Linked DNA regions of Arachis hypogaea: region 2 is linked to region 1. Evidence: chromatin contacts called from public Hi-C data. All regions are on one chromosome and are shown on one strand. The core of a region is the stretch at or near the end of the contact, and the rest is flanking DNA. Distances in the headings are between cores, read along the strand shown.

What was found. A called contact is a pair of places that touch in the nucleus more often than the background predicts.
Region 2: a Hi-C map of an unstated tissue shows a contact between it and region 1, with 2.7 times the contacts expected there. The contact joins the enhancer-like site here to the promoter of LOC112695208 in region 1. A contact is called at or near these places in 2 of 8 Hi-C or Micro-C datasets (leaf and an unstated tissue).

What each region holds. Positions count from the first base shown.
Region 1 is chr1:77,917,713-77,920,847 of arahy.Tifrunner.gnm2.J5K5, forward strand. LOC112695208 (transcription factor MYB1R1) reads right to left here and starts at 1,398. Exons shown (of 3, transcript XM_025747465.2): 1 at 925-1,398; 2 at 530-738; 3 at 1-159. The coding sequence starts at 1,195.
Region 2 is chr1:77,954,068-77,957,304 of arahy.Tifrunner.gnm2.J5K5, forward strand. No RefSeq gene overlaps it. Among protein-coding and RNA genes, the nearest start is that of LOC112695225, 11 kb to the right of the region's middle. Within about 2 kb of position 1,779, at least 2 of the 3 cell types and tissues checked have open chromatin away from gene starts, as enhancers often do.

The sequences.
Region 1 (3,135 bases), core at 148-2,647:
TGATGAAATCACACCTGGACCAACCCCCAACGGATACACGGGCACCATTGGAAATCCATTGGTGTTGCTATTCTCAGGGGCTGCAGGGCACAGAGGCTGTGAATGAGGCACAATGTCTCCGTTCTGGATCTGTTCTTCCTCCATTGGGATCGAAGAGACCTAAAACAAAAATTAATAAGATCATGAATAATATGTTTCTCCACACCCCATTAGTAAGTCAACTCTTTCAATCTCAGCCTGGGGAACCCACAAGAACCTAAACCACCCCTATTTCCCCTTTAGATTAGACATCTCCCTAGTTCCCTTCAATTAACAAAAGAATTCCATAATGAAATAAACAAGACCCCCGACCCCACCAAGAACAAAAAATAATAATGGTTTTAGCTAACATGTGCTCTTACTGAACAAAAACCACATGTTATTAATACAAACAAAGAAATACCTCAGAATTAAATGTCACTCAATACTGTATTGATGACTAACCAAAACATGAATCCAGAACAAAATAAAAGAGAGGAGATTATTTTACCGAATCGGTGGTGATGTCAAAGAGGCTGGATCTGCGCCGACGGCGGTTGAGATTGCTCCGGCGGAGGAAGTACTTCTGAGCATGGCTGGCGACCTGCGTGGGCGTCCGAGTCTTGACGTAGTTCCTAGAGATCCCTCTCCAATCACCTTTCCCTACCTTCTGCAATCCCACCAGGAATAGCTTGTGCTCTTCCTCCGTCCAGGGAACACCTGAAGTTTCCGATCGCAATTTCAGTTTCACTCTCATCACCAGAATAATCAATAACCATAGGTATCAATTTTACAATTCATTCAACAACACTAATTGATTATCAATTTATCATGTGAATCAACTTTTTACAGAGATCAGTGATCGATCGGAGAAATTTATATATGCGTGGTATTGAAATTTCGAACCTCGCTTGCGCTCGCGCTCGCGGTTCTTGCCGGAGTTGAGAGGAGCGGCGTCGTCGGCGGACGCGTAACCGGTGGCGGAGAAGGCAGCGTCTTTGTTGTTGTTGGAGTCATCTTGAGGATGCACGTACTGCGACAGATTGTTCATACTGACGCTTTTCCTCATGGAGTCCACCACCACCCTAACGCCGAACAGCATAATCTCGCCGGCGGCGGGGGAGTCACCGTCGCCGGAGATGGAGGAGTCTGCGGCGGCGGCGAAGGTGCTACACATCTTCTTCGATCGAGCTAATTGAGTTGGACTCGAGGCGGAATCGGAGCTTCCGTACTTGACGAGTCAGTGACTCGGTGGAGAGAGAGAGAGAGAGAGAGAAGAGAAGAGAATCTGGGAGATAGTGGTGCGTGCTGTGTTTAATATAAGAGAGGTTGAGAATGGAGATGAGGTGGCAACCATGTGGACTCAGAAATTTAGAAAATATTTTATAATAATTATCAGATCAAATAAAATTTTAGGATTATTCTCTATGAAAATTAATTATATATTATTAATTTTACAATCAAAATATATACCTATCATTCTTTTGTTATAATTAAAATTAAATCTTTTTTTTCTAAAACTAAAGATGAACACAGTAATAATCTATTTATTTTATATTACTAATTTTATAATTTAAATATGCCACATACCATTCTCAATTAAAATCAAATATTTCTCTCTAAACTTAAAAATAAAAACTGTAATAATCTATTATATATTACTAATTTTACCATCAAAATATGTCACATGTTATTTTTTATTACAATTAAAATCAAATATCTATTCTATCTATTCTATTATATAAAAATCAGATTTTTTCACTTAATGATAAAGTTGGCGTGACATGTTTTGAAGAGTGTTTCCTGATTTATTTCTTTTAACTCATTAAATACAATTCATTACGATAGACTAATTATATCAACTAATTGATTTGATTAAATATTTAAGTATCACACAATTTAATATTATGTATATTAATTAATTGAATATAATTATTAGAGTATAATTATGATCAATTAGCATTATTCAACATATCTGAATATTTATTATAAGACGTCTTTATTATTTCAATTCTTTTATCACATATAAATACCATTCTATATTGTATCATTTTACACAACTTGAATACTTACAAACCTTTTTCTTATTGCTCTATCTTCCCTGCCATGGTATCCTCCTTGAGTAGAATAAGTTGATTTTCTTTGAGTGAAATCAACGTAATTTTCATACTTTTTTTCTGCGCCATTTTTTTCTTTCTCTTTTTTCATTGCTTTGATGCTTTTTTAACATTACTAATTAACTCATCCACTACTTATTCTCTTGGAGAAACCATATGTTTTTCGTCACCTCCCGATAGTTTGTTATCTTTTTGCACTTTGTCACTTTTCAGCAGTCTTTCAGTAGTTCGCCATCTTTTCAGCAGTTGGCCACTCTTGCGGCAGTTCCGTTTGCGTTCTCTTACAACAGTTCCGTCTGCGTTCCCTTCTAGCAGTTTTGTCTGCGTTTTCTTTTGGCAGTTCCGTCTGCGTTTCTTTGTGGTAATTCTGTCTGTGCTTTCTTCCGGTAGTTTCGTCTGTATTTCATTCTGACAATTTTGTCTGCGCTTTTTTCAAGCAGTTCCATCTGCATCCGTTTTTATCAATATATGCATTCTTTTTTATTTAGTTGTTTCAAATAAGTTTGAGGGGGATATCAGAGTATAATTAGGATTAATTAGCATTATTTAACATATCTGAATATTTATTATAGGATATTACGTCTTTATTATTTCGATTCTCTTAACACCTATAAATACCCTTCTATATTATATCATTCTACACAACTTGAATACACACAAATCTTTTCTCTACTGCTCTCTCTTACCCTTTCTAATAATAATAAATACAATTTAATTTAGTTAAAAGTTCATTGTTTTATAGTCTTCTATATATTTATCATTTTAGATATTTTAACTCTTTTTTTCTTTTTACGTGTAATTTTCTTTTGCATTAACTTTATTTATTTAATGATGAAATATACTCATGTTAATTCTATCATATAATAGTTTGTTTTTCTCTTATATATTTTAATTTATATAGTTACTATTGATCTTACTGTTTTCATTTTTTATTGTTCTTTTTTTCTATGACTTGATAAGTTAAATAAAAAAACTAAAGAAAGGAAAAAAATGATGGCCA
Region 2 (3,237 bases), core at 529-3,028, 37 kb after region 1:
AATGTTAAATTTAAAAATATAAATAATAAAATAAACTGTTAGAATATTATTAGGATCAATTAGTATTATTTAGTACATCTAAATATTTATTATAGGAGATTACGTCTTTATTATTACGATTCTCTTAGTACCTATAAATATCCTTTCATATTGTATCATTCTAGATAATTTGAGTAGACAACTTGAACACACTCAATAATATACCATCCTTTCTCCAGTTTAGTCTCTTGTTTCTAATATGGTATCAGAGCCATGGCGGTGAAATCACCGTATCTTTTGTATTTTTTTTCTATGCCATTCTTCTTTTCCTTTTGTCACTCCTTTGATACTTTTTCACCTCACCGACTAGCCTATTTTTTCTGTCTTGTGTTTTTTTTCGAGTCGTATGATCAAACACAATTGTCATCCGCTGCTTACCTATTCTCATGAAGAAATCATATGGTTTTCGCTCTTTTCCGACATTTCCATATGCCTTCTCTCGTGGCAGTTCTGTCTGCATTCTCTCGTGGCAGTTCCCTCTGCGTTCTCTCGTGGCAGTTACATCTGCATTCTCTCGTGGTAGTCCCGTCAGCGTTTTCTCGTGACAGTTACGTCTGCCTTCTCTCGTGGCAGTTTCGTCTGTGTTTTCTTGTTTCTTGTGGCAGTTCCATCTGCGCTCCCTTCAGACAAGCGGCAGTTCTATCTGCGCTTCCTTTAGACTAGCGGTAGTTCCGTCTGCGCTTCCTTCAGACAAGCGGCAGTTCCGTCTGCGCTTCCTTCAGACTAGCGGTAGTTCCGTCTGCGCTTCCTTCAAATTAGCGGCAGTTCCGTCTGCACTTCCTTCCGGCAGTTTCGTCTACACCCGTTTTATCAATTTATGCAGTTTTTTTCTCTTTATTTTGTTGTTTTAAATAAGTTTCAAACTCAAGTTGTCACTTGTGTTTGAGGGGGGATGTTAGAATATTATTAGGATCAATTAGTATTATTTAGTACATCTAAATATTTATTATAGGAGATTACGTCCTTATTATTACGATTCTCTTAGTACCTATAAATATCCTTTTATATTGTATCATTCTAGATAACTTGAGTAGACAACTTGAACACACTCAATAATATATCATTCTTTCTCCAGTTTAGTCTCTTGTTTCTAATATAAACTCTGTAATAAGTTAATTATTTTTATTATTTTATGTAAAAAAAATATTTATTAAAATTTAAAAAATAATATTAAAATTAACAATATTAAAAATATAAAAATTTAATATATGATACGTTATCATCTAATTTATAAAAAGATCAATTTAATTTATATTTTATTGTTTAATGACTAACATAACTAATTTAATTTTTGAAGATCAATTTAAAAAATAAATAATTTTTCATAAACGAATTTAACTATATATTAATCTAAATTAAAATGTGTAGGAGACAAGATTACACTAGCAACCATTTCGCTAACTCCACTATTGAAACTTTAGAGGAACCTTAACACATGGGCTTCTTATCTTTTAATTTATTATTATCAAAACTGAGAGCACAATAAAAGGATTAGGGGCCACATGCATGCATAATAATATATGAAGCTTAAATCTTAAATCATTATCTATCAGATCAATGGTCAACCTTACACTATGTTATCACCAACTTGGCATTATTTAAACTACTTTATATTTTAACATCAAATGTGCACATCAACCAGACATTAAATTAATCCCACCTGATCAGCACCCTAATCTTTTTGTGGTTATATTAATTATCTTATTACTACTTGCAGTTACACTTAAAAAATAATAATGATATCAGTTGCCCCCTAGCTAGTTATTTTAATATATATTTCTTAGTTGCTATTGCCCATAGGTTTGCACACAATGTTGTATTTAATTAAAAAAATTAAATATTTAAATAAGTAGTGGTCCTTCACTTTTTTTTTTCAGATTTTATAATTTTTTTTTACTTTCTTTCCAATAAAATTTTAAAACTTTTTTAATTTTAGCTCATGTTTTGCCATGTCAAATTAAATACTGATGTGTGTTACGTCTTGTCTCGTCAATATTTCAAACTTTTTATATATTTGAGTATTTAATTTGTGACATTAATATTTAATGAAACAAATTAATAATAAGACTAAAATTAAGACCTTTTAAATTATTGCTGGAATAAAATAAAAAAGGAGTATTTTATAAGTATAAAAACTTATTTAGAGAAAATAACGATAAAAAGAGTTAAAAAAGGGAGTATATAGTTGTAATGATCACATAATGAAAAGGATTACATTAAATATAATATTTATGTGAAAAAAGAATAGAAGATGGTGTGTGCACCGGTGGGTTTGCAAACAATATTCGTTAATATTGGCCATAAAGGGGATCAAGGGTAGATTTTTTCCGACATAGGTACACATCTTCCTTTCTTTTCAAATTTTATAAAAAATTAAAATTGTATAAATATGAAAAAAGAAGAAGATATAATATGATATGATGATTGATTTAATGGTAGTTGCCTTTGTTGTTGGTGGGGTGCTACTGCGAGTGGAGGATAAGCCTCGGATAAGGCTTTGTGGGGTTCCACTAGTCTTCCATTATTCTCTTATTCACGTATTTTTCATCTCTCTTGTTAGTTCTTATTATTTGTAAGGTTTAATTATTTTATTAATCTATTAACTTTTATAATTAAATTTAATAAAATATTTTTTATAAAATAAAATATTTATAATTAAAAATTTAATTAAATATTTGAATACGTATTTTTTAAAAATAATATTTAACTAATTTTAATATTTTAATACAGAAAAGAATTATCTATAAAATTATAAAAAGGGATAGAATAATTAAATCTATTTTAGAAAAAAGAAAAGAATTGTGTTTGTATATAGTATGTAGGTCGATTATTAGTGTGCGATCTAAACGGAATCACTCAAAAATACCTTTTATAAACAATTGTTGTGCCACAAATATCTTTGATTTATAACACGCTTAATCATGTACTTTTATTTAGCGTGTGTGTGTAACTGTGTATACGCAGAAATGCTATCGGGTAATATTTTTAATGTAAAAAAATAGAAAATTAGTTGGTAAGTGTTGATTTAAATGTAAAGTATAAATAAAGGGAAATGTTGTAATTTAATAATTTTCATATATATGAAATAAATGATCATTTTACACTTATGGAAATTTATTCATAAATTAAAAAAATTAATTTTGTATTTATAAAAGATAAATAAATTATTATTTCTATATATAAAAATTTAAAATACCG